2 separate regions of the Mus musculus genome follow, and region 2 is linked to region 1. The links are chromatin contacts, called in public promoter capture Hi-C maps. All regions are on one chromosome and are shown on one strand. Each heading gives the region's core, a stretch centred on a gene start, on an enhancer-like site or on the middle of the called end of the contact. The rest is flanking DNA. Distances are from core to core; before and after follow the strand shown.

Region 1 (2,905 bases), core at 242-2,741:
TGTCCGGCCCAGCTAATAAGCATGTGACCTGAGAGGCACACTTCTGTCCAGAACCTTCCAGGCAGCAACAGAGTGTCTGCCTAGCATTCAAACAGAAGGGAAGGGGGTGGGAGAGGCCCGAACCATGCTCACATCAGCACTGGCTGCCGGCCAGCCTGACCCGTCACACTGTGAGTGTTGCTGGGAGCTCTAGTCCAATCAGGGCCTGGTATACCTGCCCTGCTGCCAAGGTTGGTCTGCCTGTTTATGGGTACCTTCTCCTCCCCATGTGGCCTGTCCTGTGTCACCTGGGAGGCAAAGAGGATCTGAGGAATGTGCTCACCTCTGAGGCTTCCCTCCCCTGAGAAGGGCCACATGTTTATTTTCAATGGCTTCCCTGACAACTGGGGTCAAAAGGTTAAGGTCAATCCCATTGGTTGACAGCAAAGGGTCAAAGGGCCACCACCCATGGAGCTATGGGAAGATCTACCAATATCTGCAAAGTCTCCTTGGCCAGGCTAAGCAGGTGACACAGCTGCAGGCCAGAGGGAGAAGCAAGTGGGCAGCCTTGGGGTCACTCTGACAACCGCAAGTACACTCCCACCAAACCTGGGCCTCCTGAGACACAAAGGCAGTCACTACCCAAACACGGTTCAATTTCTGGAAAATCTCAGCATCTGGGGGTTGGGGGTAACATGAGTAGCTAAGAGATCCTGGGCAGGTGGCACACATCTTTGATCCCAACACTCGGGAGGCAGAGGCAGAGAGGCAGGCGATCTCTGAGTTCGAGGCCAGCCTGGTCTACAGAGTGGGTTCCAGGACAGCAAAAGCTACATAGAGAAACGTTGTCTTTGGGAAAACAAAGCCAACCAATCAACAGCAATAAGAATAGAGAGGAGAGGGGGCTGGAGAGATGGCTCAACAGTTAAGAGCGCTAACTGCTCTTCTAGAGGTCCTGAGTTCAATTCCCAGCAACCACATGGTGGCTCACAGCCCTCTGTAATGGGATCTGATGCCATCTTCTGGTGTGTTTGAAGACAGCGACAGTGTACATAAAATAAATAAATCTTTAAAAAAAAAAAAAGAATAGAGAGGAGAGGGCTGGCTGACACCGCACAGTGGAGGGGATCGCCCAGCTCCCATCAGACAGGCCTCAGCAGTACAGGAGTGGCACCAACATGGCTGCTCCCGGGAGCTGAGTGATGTGGAGTTTGGAGCTTGTAGTGGATCTGGGTGCTTGCAGACAAGACTGATGACAGAAATCTTAACGAAAGTGTTTTTGGACACCCACCCCATGGTAAGGTCCCACTCCTATGCAAATGTGGCTTTGTGTAATGATTCCTGACCACATCCCCCAGCCAAGTCCTGCGAGGGAGTGTGGGAGATGGACGGCCAGGGTGGGGGCGCCTGTGAACTGGGCCTCTCAGGGCAACAACTAGCATAGGACTGGGTAGGAGGCACTAATGACCTCAGCGGAGCCAAGGCCTCAGTGTGGTTAATGTTTAAAGCGCTTCCTAAGACACAGGGAGAACCGCGAAGGCATGCACACACTTTCTGTTTTATTCAGTGTGACGGTTTAGAATGGGCGGTCAGCTTGATGGTGGGCAGGGCCGTCCTGTCAGCATGCCCTAGCTGGGCGTGGTTTTCTGTCTGTGCTCCTGAGCCCGGGTGGAATTGCAGGCCGCCCACTACAGAGACTTAGATTTGTAAGGCCTGCTTATACAGTGATGCTTCCAACCCAAACCGAGGCCCTGTCGCTCTCAGTGTCCAGAGACAGGATGGTGCCTGGTACTCAGTGTTGTGACTTGTGTGAACCACAGCACAGCATCACCTGCCTTTCACCTCTACCCTTTCCTACAGAGCCTTGGTCCCAGGCCAAGGGCCATGGCTTTTCCATCCCCATCTCTACCCATGTCAGCTAAAGATGTTGGGCCTAGCTCTCTTGGTGTTAGTGCCAGGGAATGTCTGGGGGCCGGGCCAACCCCGAATCATACTTGAGGTGCTGCACGGTCCTCTCATGCATCTAGCTCTCCCTTCCCTTTCCATTTATTTATTTATTTTGGTTTTTTGAGACAGAGTTAAGACCAGGCTGTAGATCTGCCTGCCTCTGTCTCTCGAGCTCTGGAATTAAAGGCGTGCGCCACCATTGCCTGGCCTAGCTTTTCCTTTTCCTTTTTCCTTTTCCTTTTCCTTTTCCTTTTCCTTTTCCTTTTCCCTTTCCCTTTCCCTTTCCCTTTCCCTTTCCCTTTCCCTTTCCCTTTTCTTTTCTTTTCTTTTCTTTTCTTTCCTTCCTTCCTTCCTTTCTTCCTCTCTCTCTCTTTCATATTCATATATACATATACATATACATATACATATACATATACATATACATATACATATACATATACATATACATATACATATACATATACATATACATATACATATACATATACATATACATATACATATACATATACATATACATATACATACAGTGTAGCTGTCTTCAGACTAACCAGAAGAGGGCATCGGATCCCATCACAGATGGTTGTGAGCCACCATGTGGTTGCTGGGAATTGAGCTCAGGACCTCTGAAAGAGCAGTTAGTGTTCTTAACTGCTGAGCCATCTCTCCCGAACCATCTGCCTTTCCTTTCTTTAACCAATCACTTTGCATGATCTCTATGGTTCCTAGGCCTCAGTGGCACTTAGTTGGGACCCAGGATGGAGCCAGTTTGGATAACTTCTGTGTTTGCGGGTTGTGGTTGGCTTTAGTCAGTCTGGGAGGAGGGTCCCTGGGGCTCCCCTGGTGCAGGTGGGCTTCAGAAACCCAGGTACACATGCAGATTTGAGAGTTTAAGAGCATTCCTGGCTGTGTGGTTCTGGCCATTCCAGTTGGCTGTCTCTTCCTGCCCATCCCCCATCAGGGACTTGGGCACTGA
Region 2 (2,782 bases), core at 250-2,749, 190 kb before region 1:
CTCTCAGGTGGATCAGCAGTTTTGTCCCATTTAGTCCTTTCTTCAACTGATGGGATGAGGTCCTCCCCAGTCAGGAAGGGCTTCCGCGCTCAGTCTGCATGCACCCTGTCAAAGGATAACCTCACCTGGACATACCCTCAAAGACACACCCAGAGTCTATGTCTGGACATCTCCCGGCCCAGTCAAGTTGACGTAGAGACTGAGCCATGGCCTGTTAACTACAGCTAGGAGTGGGGCAGCTGGGTCCCCACCCGGAATCAGGATGTGTAGTAGTAGCCAATGGCTCTTGGCCGCGGTCAGCCTGCCATGCACTCTTCCTGAGCCTCACCGACTCAGATTGGTCTTTCTTAGCTTAGCCGTTCTAGGGAGTATGAAATAACATCCTCGGGAAAGCCTCCCTACCCTAATGATTGGAGAGGCCATTTCGTCACCTGCAGACAAGCCGTTTAGATGCCTTTCTGGTCCACAAAATGACTGCTTTGCTGTTTCTTACTGATTTGCGGCTTCGTATAGTATGGATGCAAACTCTTGAACAAACATCTCTCTGTCCATCTACTAAGGCACACAGAGGTGGAAGGGCATGAAGCTTACTCATTTACTCTCCTAATAGCCCCTCCAAGGTCTTAATGTCTCCCCTGCCCTGTGGTGCCAGGGATCAAGCCTAGGGCTTTGTGCATCGTTACGAGAACATTCTACTATGCGGCTACCCTACTACCATTTAAAAGTAAATTGTTACAGAGCCTGGAGATATAGCTTAGTGGTTAAGAGCACTGGCTGCTCTTCCAGAGGACCTGGGTTCAATTCCCAGCACCCACACGGCAGCTCACAAGCGTCTGTAACTCCAGTTTTAAGGGATCTGACACCCTCGCAAAAGCATATATACAGCCTGAAATCAGTGCACATAAAATAAAAGTCAATTATTAAAAATTCATTGCATTTATCTATTTGTGGGTCAGTATGTGTACACGTGCCAAATGCATGGGTGGAGGCCAGAGGACACCCTGCAGGAGTCAGTTCTCTTCCACCGTAGGTCGGGGATCCATTTCAGGTCATCCGGCGTGGTGGCAGACACTTTTACCCACAGACCCATGGTTTTCAAGTTCTTGTTCCATGAGGTCCAGTCTGGTTTTCATGGTTACTGCCATTGTTGTCCCGCAGAAGAAATCTCTGCGGAACAATGTCTAGAAAAGCTCCTGCCTTTTATTCTAGACCAAGGGTCTTACTTTTCACCTCTGGTCCACGATCCACTTCTAATTCTTTTTAAATATCTATATGATGCGGTGCTGGACTGGGGCAGTTTTCCCCTGTCACTGTCCAGCTGACGAGGCAGCCTGCAATGATGGGCTGTACTGCCTGCTGCACTGCAGTGGTCTTTGTTATAAATCAGCAGGTGGGGGAGGGGAAGCTTCCTGGACCCGCCTTCCTGTCCACGGGTCTATTTGACTGTTCCTGTGCCAATCATCTGGGCCTTTACTGGCTACTCAAAGCCCACCCACAGGTTTAAGCAGAGAGGCCTCAGGACAAGGCTGCAGGCGGGCTCCAAAGCTTATCAGTGGTCTGGCCCTGTGTGTCTATTCAGCTCCCTCCTTCAGCAGCCCAGTGGCTGCATTCTGGCCTCTGTGTGATCCTCAGGCAGTGAACTGAGCTGCAGGCTGGGCAGCTGAAGGCCTGACCAAGATCATGTTGCAGTTCCCAGGGGGTGGCTCTTCCACCTACCCTACCCAGGCAGGACCCCTAGCCCACCCTATTCCAGAAATGTCCCAAGCACAGCCTCTTGAGGTCTGTCCTGAGGAGGCAGCTGGAGGCAAAGGGCATGCCTTCCTATTCCGGCTGTGCAGCCAGCGAACTCTACGGTTCAGCCACAATCATTCATCTAGGGCCTGTGGGTCTGACATGTGGACAGGAAGAGAAATCCCACACGGAGCCAGACTCTGGGGCTTATGAGGAAGCAAGGGCCAGATTATGAACAAAGCACACACGTGGGGCTGCCATTTTAAGTCGTGCTGACATCTGAGGACAGCTGCAGGAGGTAAGGAGCAGGTCCCACAGGAATGAGGAGTGGGTGCTTCCGGAATAGCAAAGGCCCTAAGGTGTCCAGAAGGGAAAGGAAGCCTAGGTCTTCCCTTGGGTTAGGAAGGGGAGACGGAGGAATGATCACCTAGAGGCAGCCTCTGGATGGACAGAGTGGCTGAATCCCAGAGGTTCTTGAAGGCCACTAAAGCCTCTAGCTCTAGAATCAAAGATGGGGGGCCAGGGCAGGGGGAGAGAGAAGGCACTGGGGATGGGAAGGACCAGGGCCAGGAATGACTTTAGCACGATGTCTGGGGACTCAGGAGTGAAGGGGTTGGAGGGTGAGGTCACTCCTGCCTCTAGCGCTGGGGCTGATTGTCTGAGGGGTACTTCAGTAAGCTGTGGGTCAAAGGGGGTTGGAGCGCCTCTAAGAGATCTGGGCCCTGTGTGGCTGCCCACCAGACTGACGTCAGGAGCTGGTGTGTGAAGTGGGCCCTTCCCGCCAGGGACATGAACTTAGGGATTGGAAAGCAGGAATTCAGATCGGGTCATGGCAAGGGCGGGAAGGGACAGGATGGAGCCTCAGGGAGGAGGTCAGGGAGGGGACACCATGAGGCAGATCAGGGTGGCGTCAGAAAGCCTGCAGAGGAAGGCTTCTCTGGGAGGGCGTCACCCCAGGACCCCCAAAGGAGGCCTGAGCAGTGGCCCTTGGATCTGCTGTGGTGGCGGTTGGTGACTTGGACAGTCTCTCATATCTCTTCCTTGTATCCAT

Evidence for each region. Promoter capture Hi-C pulls out the DNA fragments that hold promoters and counts their contacts.
Region 2: a contact with region 1 is called in a promoter capture Hi-C map of the HPC-7 cell line, with 3 times the contacts expected there. The contact joins two enhancer-like sites. A contact is called at or near these places in 6 of 39 promoter capture datasets (the C10 cell line, the HPC-7 cell line, the SN4741 cell line and 3 more), 1 of 15 datasets of contacts at CTCF or cohesin (embryonic stem cells), 33 of 484 Hi-C or Micro-C datasets (the Ba/F3 cell line, the C2C12 cell line, the G1E-ER4 cell line and 7 more), 5 of 115 datasets of contacts at active chromatin or transcription factors (all in embryonic stem cells) and 4 of 9 other capture datasets (adipose tissue, embryonic stem cells, liver and 1 more).

What each region holds. Positions count from the first base shown.
Region 1 is chr11:120,027,132-120,030,036 of GRCm38.p6, reverse strand. All of the region lies in intron 1 of Aatk (apoptosis-associated tyrosine kinase), which reads left to right. Among named protein-coding and RNA genes, the nearest start is that of Mir338, 14 kb to the right of the region's middle. Within about 2 kb of position 1,491, at least 30 of the 459 cell types and tissues checked have an H3K27ac peak or open chromatin away from gene starts, as enhancers often do. A contact at or near this core is called in the HPC-7 cell line, where this site is marked.
Region 2 is chr11:120,215,813-120,218,594 of GRCm38.p6, reverse strand. No RefSeq gene overlaps it. Among named protein-coding and RNA genes, the nearest start is that of 2900052L18Rik, 14 kb to the left of the region's middle. Within about 2 kb of position 1,499, at least 92 of the 459 cell types and tissues checked have an H3K27ac peak or open chromatin away from gene starts, as enhancers often do. A contact at or near this core is called in the HPC-7 cell line, where this site is marked.